Linked DNA regions of Sus scrofa: regions 1 and 3 are each linked to region 2. Evidence: chromatin contacts called from public HiChIP or PLAC-seq data. All regions are on one chromosome and are shown on one strand. Each heading gives the region's core, a stretch centred on a gene start, on an enhancer-like site or on the middle of the called end of the contact. The rest is flanking DNA. Distances are from core to core; before and after follow the strand shown. Region 1 has its middle 27 kb from the start of SCGB1A1. Region 2 holds the start of EEF1G (elongation factor 1-gamma). Region 3 holds the start of LRRN4CL (LRRN4 C-terminal-like protein).

Evidence for each region. HiChIP or PLAC-seq counts read pairs in DNA pulled down with a chosen protein or histone mark.
Region 1: a contact with region 2 is called in an H3K27ac HiChIP or PLAC-seq map of skeletal muscle. The contact joins the enhancer-like site here to the promoter of EEF1G in region 2. A contact is called at or near these places in 1 of 5 promoter capture datasets (fetal skeletal muscle), 7 of 47 Hi-C or Micro-C datasets (adipose tissue, alveolar macrophages, embryonic fibroblasts and 4 more) and 2 of 2 datasets of contacts at active chromatin or transcription factors (alveolar macrophages and skeletal muscle).
Region 3: a contact with region 2 is called in an H3K27ac HiChIP or PLAC-seq map of skeletal muscle. The contact joins the promoter of LRRN4CL here to the promoter of EEF1G in region 2. A contact is called at or near these places in 1 of 5 promoter capture datasets (fetal skeletal muscle), 7 of 47 Hi-C or Micro-C datasets (blood, mesenteric adipose tissue, omental adipose tissue and 3 more) and 2 of 2 datasets of contacts at active chromatin or transcription factors (alveolar macrophages and skeletal muscle).

What each region holds. Positions count from the first base shown.
Region 1 is chr2:9,274,177-9,277,078 of Sscrofa11.1, forward strand. No RefSeq gene overlaps it. Among named protein-coding and RNA genes, the nearest start is that of SCGB1A1, 27 kb to the right of the region's middle. Within about 2 kb of position 1,340, at least 32 of the 83 cell types and tissues checked have an H3K27ac peak or open chromatin away from gene starts, as enhancers often do. A contact at or near this core is called in adipose tissue, embryonic fibroblasts, fetal skeletal muscle and 2 more, where this site is marked.
Region 2 is chr2:9,161,684-9,164,582 of Sscrofa11.1, forward strand. EEF1G (elongation factor 1-gamma) reads left to right here and starts at 1,537. Exons shown (of 11, transcript XM_005660798.3): 1 at 1,537-1,666; 2 at 2,754-2,899. The coding sequence starts at 1,655. It overlaps TUT1 (speckle targeted PIP5K1A-regulated poly(A) polymerase), which reads left to right. Exons shown (of 10, transcript XM_005660796.3): 10 at 1-235. The coding sequence ends at 192.
Region 3 is chr2:9,063,868-9,066,842 of Sscrofa11.1, forward strand. LRRN4CL (LRRN4 C-terminal-like protein) reads left to right here and starts at 1,473. Exons shown (of 3, transcript XM_003353820.4): 1 at 1,473-1,804; 2 at 2,368-2,748; 3 at 2,751-2,975. The coding sequence starts at 2,373. It overlaps BSCL2 (BSCL2, seipin lipid droplet biogenesis associated), which reads left to right. Exons shown (of 14, transcript NM_001348785.1): 10 at 1-8; 11 at 157-223; 12 at 400-486; 13 at 579-668; 14 at 786-1,023. The coding sequence ends at 928. It overlaps LOC110259246 (a long non-coding RNA gene), which reads right to left and starts at 223. Exons shown (of 2, transcript XR_002341465.1): 1 at 1-223.

The sequences.
Region 1 (2,902 bases), core at 90-2,589, 110 kb after region 2:
CCCCAGCACATTTCACAAGGAAGAGCTTTTTTTTTTTTTGTCTTTTTAGGGCCGCGCCTGCAACTTATCGAAGTTCCCAGTTTAGGGGTCAAATTGGAGCTGTAGCTGCCATCCTATACCAGAGCAACAGCAGCGCTAGATCCAAGCCGCCTCTTCGCCCTATACCACAGCTCACGGCAACACCAGATCCTTAACCTACTGAGTGAGACCAAGGATCGAACCCGAGTCCTCATGGATACTTGTTGTGTTCGTTACTGCTGAGCCATGATGGGAACTCCAAGGAAGAGCTTCTTCCATTGGCTTCATTGCTGCAGGGGGGTCAAATGGGATGGGTGTTGAGAAGCGGAGGCTAGAGTTGATGCTTATAGACCATTTGTGGTCCTTGAGAGGCAGTTCCCACAGAGTGGCCAGGCTGGACTGCATGTGGCAGGGGGCTCAGGATGAAGTTTAGAAGATGAAAGTAGGAGTTCCCGTCGTGGCGCAGTGGTTAACGAATCCGACTAGGAACCATGAGGTTGCGGGTTCAATCCCTGCCCTTGCTCAGTGGGTTAATGATCCGGCGTTGCCGTGAGCTGTGGTGTAGGTTGCAGACGCGGCTCGGATCCCGCGTTGCTGTGGCTCTGGCGTAGGCCGGTGGCTACAGCTCCGATTCAACCCCTAGCCTGGGAACCTCCATATGCCGCGGGAGCGGCCCAAGAAATAGCAACAACAACAACAACAACAAAAAAAAAAAAAAAAAAAAAGAAGAAGATGAAAGTAGACATTAACCTGGGGGAAGTTTAGGAGAAGAAGGTAGCGAGCTAGGAAGTTTGGTCTTAAAGATAAGAGGAGAGGTAGGACCATTTCTGGGCACCGGAGTTCTGAATTTTCATCTGGGTGGACTCAAAGATGTTTACAGGTGGAGCAAAAGCCAGCAGAAGAGAGAGCAGATAAGGATTTTGAAGCAAGATGAGAAAGTTCCTGTGCGCTGAAAGAAGCATAGGGGTGGGTGATCAGTGCACGAGAGGTGGTGGCTGTTCCTGGAATAAACGGGAGGAAAGAAGGGCAGGATAGACGAGACTCCCTGCAGGGACAAAGATTCCTCACTTTCCTTTATGTGACGATGGGCTCATTCAAGAGACTGAATCCATGACCTTGATCTTTCATCAGCCTTTATTGTAACACCTGACGTCACAGACTCTCAAGAAGGGCATCACTCTCGTGTGATCAGACCCTGGAAAGTCCAAGCACAAATGCCTCTCCTTGGGTTTGCTTGTTCAGATGGACGCAGCTGCCCAGGACATGGCCAGGGGCGTGGCGATGATGCGATGCAAGCCAGAGAGGGGAGGTTGCGCCACATACAGCGCGGAGCTGCCAGATCCTGCAGCTGGTGGTCAGCCGGGTGGAGTGGGAGAGCCCTGAGCTGGGCAGAGAGGACTTGGGATCCAGGTCAAGGTCCAGCACTTATAAGCTGGGTTTGGCGGACACCTTCCAAGCCTGTGACCTCATCTTCAGGGGGTCCGCTGCCCACAGTTATAAAATGGTCTGGCTGCGTACAGGGATTAAGGAAATGTCTTCTTACCCCCTTACCACCCCTCTCCTGGGAGTTTTGACCCTTCTCAGTAGCCCCTGGAAGAGGATGGCATTTTTCTTCCCCATTTGCTCTGGTCCGTCACATCTGGCATCTTTCCCCTTTGTTTTGGGGAAGGATGGCACAACGCCCAGCCTAGAGGATTGGGAGCCAAATCTTTCTCCTCTATTTATTCAAATCGTAGCTATGGCTGCAGCAAAAAAGCAAACAGAAGTTTGACTAGATACATCAGCTCAATATTCCACAACACTGGAGGCTCATGTCTGCTTATGTAGGAGGCATAAAACACAACATTATGTTACAATGAATAATAGCCCCAACAGGAAAAAAAAAAAATGCATTTGTAAGGAAAAGTTCTTGGCAGGAATGTTGAGATGCTGAGTTGGTAAGACTGACACTAGCTCTGTGTGTCTCCTCTTCCAAGACTCCTTACCATCCAGCCACATCATGTGTTGCCTCTTGGGTTCTGAAGGGGACACGTCTGAGTCTACTCTGTGGTCACCCTCGGTATCTGGCATGTGGGGTAGGACTTTGAGCTCCACGCCCATCTCAGAATCACTGGGGTGGAGGATGTTGGTAAGAAGTGGGGATCATTTGCCCCAACTGGATGAGTTCCTGTTATGGCTCAGCGGGTTAAGAACTCAAATAGTATCCATGAGGACGTGGGTTCCATCTTTGGCCTTGTTCAGTGGGTTAAGGATCTAGGATGTTGCCACAAGCTTCAGTGTAAGTTGTAGAGATGGCTCAGATTCGGCGTTGCTCTGGCTGTGGTGCAGGCCAGTAGCTGCAGTCCCGATTCAACACCTAGCCTGAGAACTTCCATATGCCGCAGGTGCAGTCCTAAAAAGAAAAGAAAAAAAAAAATAATAATGGAGTTCCTGTCATGGCTCAGTGGTTAATGAATCTGACCAACATCCATGGGGATGAAAGTTCGATCCCTGGCCTTGCTCAGTGGGTTAAGGATCCGGCATTGCCGTGAGCTGTGGCATAGGTCACAGATGTGGCTTGGATCTGGCGTTGCTGTGGCTGTGACATAGGCCAGCAGCTGTAGCTCCGATTCGAGCCCTAGCCTGGGAACCTCCATATGCTGTGGGTGCAGCCCTAAAAAAAAGAAAAAAAGAAAAAGAAAAAAAATGATAAAGCTACCCCACCAACTGGCTGAGTCCTGCTCATCCAGCTGGGTCACCTGGACCCCACTTTATCCCTCATGGGATGCTGTGGAGAGTCTATGAGTTTAAACCTGTGACGTGTTTTAGGGGATTGCCCAGAGGGAATCGGTTACTCAATCAACAAACACAGAGTGCCTGTAACTCATCCCTGTTGTGCCTTGTG
Region 2 (2,899 bases), core at 287-2,786:
GAGCTGAGAGGACCGAGCGGTACTGAACAGAGGCCAGAGGCTGAGCCGCTCCTGACCTTCGTGGCCTCGGCCTCAGAGGCCCACCAGACTCTCACTGTGACCCCGCTCCAGGATCCTCACGGCCTGTTCCCTGATCTCCATCATTTCTTACAGGTTTTCCTCCCTCAAGCACTTAGACATCTCCTCAAGTGAAGAGGGGGCCTGAAGGGCAATAAAGCTGCTAGTTTAATAAATGCTACGGTCTTCTGTAATTTCCTCCCGCCAATACTCCTTCCACCCAAACTTTACCTCTCAGAGGTACCTTCTCCTGCCACCCTAGACTCGTAGGTCTCTCAACCTGTTTCCTTCATACCACTTATCACAACTTAGAGGGTGTGCCCAGGATGAGTATGTGTCTGGCACCTTGAGCCCACTCAGTAGAGTTCTTGAAAGATGGAGTATTGGGTGGGTGGCTTGAGCAGTGCCCGGAAGAAAGTGTTACCTTGCTGCCCAGATTTATGAATGGTGCCAGGGTTTGAAATAACTGGTTCAGAGTTCTCCATCCATTCTCTCACTTTTCAGAAGAATTCATCTACTTCTTTTTTTTTTTTTGTCTGCTTAGGGCCGCACTTGTGGCATATGGAGGTCCCAGGCTAGGGGTCTCATCGGAGCTACAGCTGCCGGCCTACACCACAGCCACAGCAACGCCAGATCAACCCACTGAGCAAGGACAGGATCAAACAGGCGTCCTCATGGATACGAGTCAGACTGGTGTCTGCTGAGCCACGATGGGAACTCCAGTTCTTTTTTTTTTTTTTGGCTGAGCCCTGGGCATGTGGAAGGTCCTGAGCCAGGGATAGAATCCAACACATGCCACAGGAGTCACAATGCTGGATCCTTAACCAATGCTAGGCCACCAGGGAATGCGCATCCTGTTCTTAAATTGGGTGAAGGATTTTCAGATCTGAGCATGGGTAGAGAGCCACATACCAAATGAATTGTCAGCCCCTCCGGGGTGACAGGAGGTAGAGGGGATGTGGCTGTGTTCTCCCTCAGTCCCTCCCCTGTCACAGTCCGAGGACTGGTGCCCTCCTTGCAGTAATAGCATCCCTGAGCTTCAAAGTAGTTTAATGGGAAAAAATATCCCCAAAACCCCTCACTTTTACAGAGGGTTTCAGACTTGGCTTCCGGTTAGATGTATAACTTCTTTAGAAAGAACGTGGCACCCCGAGACCTCCACGCAGTTGTTTCCGCTCCTGTGAATGTCACACAATCACGATGTTAGGGATCTGGCGCCATCAAATTACCTCGAGCTTCAAGGAACGCGACGCTGGGCTGGCAGCTGTGCCACGTTGCTACTAAGGGGCGGCTTTCCAGCTCGTTCTCACAGTCCCCGCCTCCCTCCGCGCCTTCTGCTGCCACCTCAGGACGCGAATTGGCCATGCCGCACTGCGCAGGCGCGAGCTTTTTCCGCGCTAGCCGGCAGGCCCCACCCCCTTCTTTTTCCATTCAGCGGCCGCGGGACACCGAACTGTCGTGCGTATGCCCTCTATGCCGTCCTCGCTTTACGGCTGCTGTTTCTCCACGGCTCTCCCCTTCCCCCCTCCCTTCTCTCCCTGACGGCTTACTTTGCGGCAGCGCAGAGAGCCCCACCCCCTTTCTCTGCGGAATCACCATGGCGGCCGGGGTAAGTTTGCCGGCTCTGGCGATCCAGGTCACCGTATCCGACGCCATCCGCTGCCTCAGTAGGGCCAGCAGTGTCATAGAGGTTTTGGAGCCGAGTGGGGAACTGATCCTGGGTCTAGAGACCGTACTATTAGAGAGAGGGGCTTCCAGGCCCCGGAGGGGAACTGAGGCTGGGGCTCTCGGAGGCCAAAGAGGTGGAAGGGTCTGGGGTAGAGGAGAAAAGGGATGCCGGATCCTGGCCGTCTGGGGACTGAGAAAGGGGTTCGGGTTCATTGCCGCCTCGAGACGTGGGATCGGGCAGGTTGACAGAACTTTTGCGACCGTTTTGTGGGGCAACACCAGGGACAGAGTGAAGAAGAGGGTCTTTGTGGGCAGGTGCGGCTGACCAAGGTTCTGGGTCGTCCGGCAGGGAGGTTTGGGAGCGGGAAGAGCCTCCGGACGGTGGAGTCAGACCACCTGGACCCTGCTGGCCAGATTAATAGAAGGAGACAAGGCACCACTAGGGAAACTCAACGGCGGGACAGGACCGGAGGGATGGCTCATCGTTTTATAGGGAGACCAAGTTGACTTAGGAAGAGAAGATGCCATTCGGTCTCTCCGGCGGCTCTTCCGAGGGGGGACTTGGAAATGTCTTGGTCGGTGTGTGTGTCTTGGAAACAAGAGTGATGCTTTTGAAAGGCGAGCGGCTCCGCAGTGGAGTAAGGCAGGCGCTGGGTAACCGTGAATGAATGAACCAGGGCTCTGGGAAGGGAGGGGTGTGTGTATGTCAGCAGATGGAGTCGGAGGAAGCTAGAAGCTGTGGATTTCTTGGAGATGTATTTGAGGGGAAGAGAATGCTTCTAGAGTCGTCCTTAGGGAAGGTCAACTCTGTCAACAAGCTTTATTTAGCAGTTGGTGTGTAGTTCTGTTTGGTATTTCGGAGGACTCTGATTACACACGACAGCAGATACTGAAGAATCTGGTGCACCAGAGGGGGTAAAAGAGTTGAGTTGGAGCAGACTGGGGTTGCTCAGGGGAGTCATTTTCTGATAGCATTTAGGACTGGGACCCTTCTGGTCATTAACGTTTTCCCCATCTTCTCCCTGCAGACCCTGTACACATATCCTGAAAACTGGAGGGCCTTCAAAGCCCTCATTGCCGCTCAGTACAGCGGGGCTCAGGTCCGCGTGCTCTCCGCACCACCCCACTTCCATTTTGGCCAAACCAACCACACCCCCGAATTTCTCCGTAAATT
Region 3 (2,975 bases), core at 223-2,722, 98 kb before region 2:
CTTTGCAGGTCGCAAAGGACCCCCCCTTCCTCACCCCTTCGTGACCCTTCTTTGACTGGGGAGTGGGCAGGGGTGGGCTTGGGGGCTGGGGTGGAAGGGCCCCGATCCCTGGGGAGGGAAGGCAGGCCTCTCGGCTCAGGAGTCTCCCCTCCGCAGGTAAACGTCCGAAACAGAGACGGCTCCCGAAAGAAAGTCCAGCGAAGGATTGCTGCCCGCCAGCCAGGTACCGGGTCAAGGCGATGGTGGGGGGCTCCTGTGCCCTGTGGTGGTGTGTGAGGCTCTGGCACTCAGGTGCTGAGCTGATGCGAAGGTCAAGGGAAAGGCCGAGCGGGGTGAAGCTGGCACTGCCGTCCAGGCGCAGCCGCCCTAGCTCTGCCCTGTCCTCTATCCCCACTGGAGGCACAGGGCCCCAAAGCCAGGAGGCGGCCCCTCAGCTGTCACAGGTTACAGAGCACAGGGAGAGCCCTGCAGCCCCCTCGGGGACAGGTAAGGCGCAGCAGCCCCACCTCTTCCTGACTCCTCCTCAGAACTCCCCTTGGCTTCGTCCAGTCTGACCTCTCTCCCTCTTCCCCCGCCAGCTGCAGAGGGCCAGCTGTCCCCAGAGGAGAAGCCAGATCAGCAGCAGCCCCTGAGTGGCGAGGAGGAGCCAGAGCCCGAGGCCAGTGACGGTGAGGGCAGTCTGCAGCGGGACCTGGGGGAGGGCGGAGGCCACGCCGGGTGGGGGCAGGAGCCCCTGGTTCTTGAACTTCCCGTTTGGGATTTTGTTCTTCGCTGCCCTGGCCCAGGTTCAGGCTCCTGGGAAGATGCAACCCTGTTGACAGAGACCAGCCTGCCAGTTCCTGCCCCTGCCCTTGCCCCGGAGACCGTGGGCAGCTCCGAATCCTCCGCGGGCACCGTCCGCCAGCGCCCTATGTGCTCCAGTTCCTGAAGAGAACGGGGCAGCGTCCCCACCTTCCAGCCCTCCCCCCCCACCCCTTTTCCGTGCCGTGGCTCCCCGAATAAACTATTTTCGTGCCAGCTGCCTCCCTGACTCTGCGGTGGATTCAGGGCCATTGGAAAACCTGGCGCTCTCCAGGCGGGAGGGCTTCTCAGGGGCTGCGATGGGGAGGCCTCCAGACCCCGGACTGTTTCAGGCCCAGCTGTTTCCATTCATCAACCTAGGAAGCCCAGGGAGTGAAAACCTGCCCCCTCGCCTGCCTCGTGACTCTCCTCTCCCTCTGGGGAGGGGGATAACCAGGGCGGGGCTGGAGAGCTGGGATACATCACTCTGGCCTCCGCACCCCTCCCTCTCTCTGTCCACCGGGAGGCAGAAGGCAGGAAATGACTGCCATGGATGTGGTACGGCGATTTTTACCGAAACAGCATTTTGGAGCCCAGACCCCGTGCCGCCCACAGCTCCCTTCCTCTCTGATGCCAGCCAGGTGGCCCTGTCTCTCACGTTCCCCTCATCCCCTCGCATGACCTCAGCCTTTGGACGCTCAGCTCCTGGCCGCTTTCCACATTCCACTGCTTTTTCAGAACCCAGGCATCCTGGCCTCCAGCTGAAACCACTGCATGTGGCTTCCCTCACCCCCAGCCTGGCCCCGTGACTCAGGCCCTCTGAAGGGACCAACCCTCTTCTTGGCACTCACCGGGGAGGGGGCAGGGGAAGGGGGAGCCAGGTGGTGACATCACAGTTGGGGTATAAAAGCTTTGAGGCAAAACGAAATTGAAGAAGACTGACAAATCCCGACTGCGCAGCCTGTGCTCCTGGGGACCTTTGGGGGCCCTCGGTCTGCCACTCACCACATCAAGGCCTATCCCGGTAAGGGGCTGCTTGTGGGCCACGGAGGAGCTGGAGTCCGGGAGGTGGGGGAAGCCAGAGGTGGGGGAAGCCGAGCGAAGAGCGGGTGGGGAGGGAGGGAGGGAGGGAGGGTGCCAGGGCCCTGTGTCCCATCTCTTCTCTCTCGCTTCCCTCTCCTTCCTGGATTTCTGCGTGTGTCACTGACTGACACTTGTTTTACCTCGGTTTCTCTGGGTGGCCGTTGGGCGCTGTTGCACCTTTGCTCCCTAGCCTGTGTGAATCAGCCCCTCCCCTTCTGCTCACCAGCGCTGTTTATCCATTAACTGTTTGTAGCGCTTCTTGCCTTGCTGGCCGCACACCTTTCTCTGTCGGGGGAGACCACATTTTATTCTTTTCTCGCCCCAAACTGAGCACATATGCTGTTCAGAAGTTGGTGACACATGCGCGGGTGTCTCATTCCCACCTCTTTCCTGTTCTCCTCTTGGTCCCCAGTTGCGTTTCCCTGTGCCTAGGGTTTTGTTGAGGGAAGACTGCAAGACCCGGGGGCTGAACAGCCTTCACCCCGCCACCTCCTTCCCTTCCAGACTCCATGCCGCCTGGCTCTCCCTGCCTTCTGTGGCTCCTGGCTGTCACCTATTCCGTGGTTCCCGGAGTGCAGCCTTTGGCCGCGGGAGACTTGGAAGAAGAGCAAGATGAGACACCTTTGCCAGCTGTCCTCTGTGACTACGACCGCTGCCGCCACTTGCAGGTGCCCTGCCAGGAGCTGCAGAGGGCCAGCCCGACGGCCTGCCTGTGCCCCGGCCTCTCCAGCGCCTCGCAGCCGCCCAACCCGCCGCGCCTGGGGGAAGTGCGCGTGGAAGCCGAGGCGGGCCGCGCCGTGGTGCACTGGTGCGCCCCCTCCTCCCCGGTCCACCAGTACTGGCTGCTGCTTTGGGAAGGCGGCGGGGCTCCGCAGAAGGGGCCCCCCTCAACTCGACGGTCCGCCGAGCCGAGCTGAACGGCCTGAAGCCCGGGGGCGCGTACATCGTCTGCGTCGTGGCCGCCAACGCGGCGGGGGAGAGCAGAGTGCCCCCGGCCGGGGCCGAGGGCCTCGACGGCGCGGGCGGCCCCACCTTAGGTCCCTGCGGCCGGCTGAGCGTGCCGCCGCGGCCGCTCACGCTGCTGCACGCGGCCGTGGGCGTGGGCTCGGCGC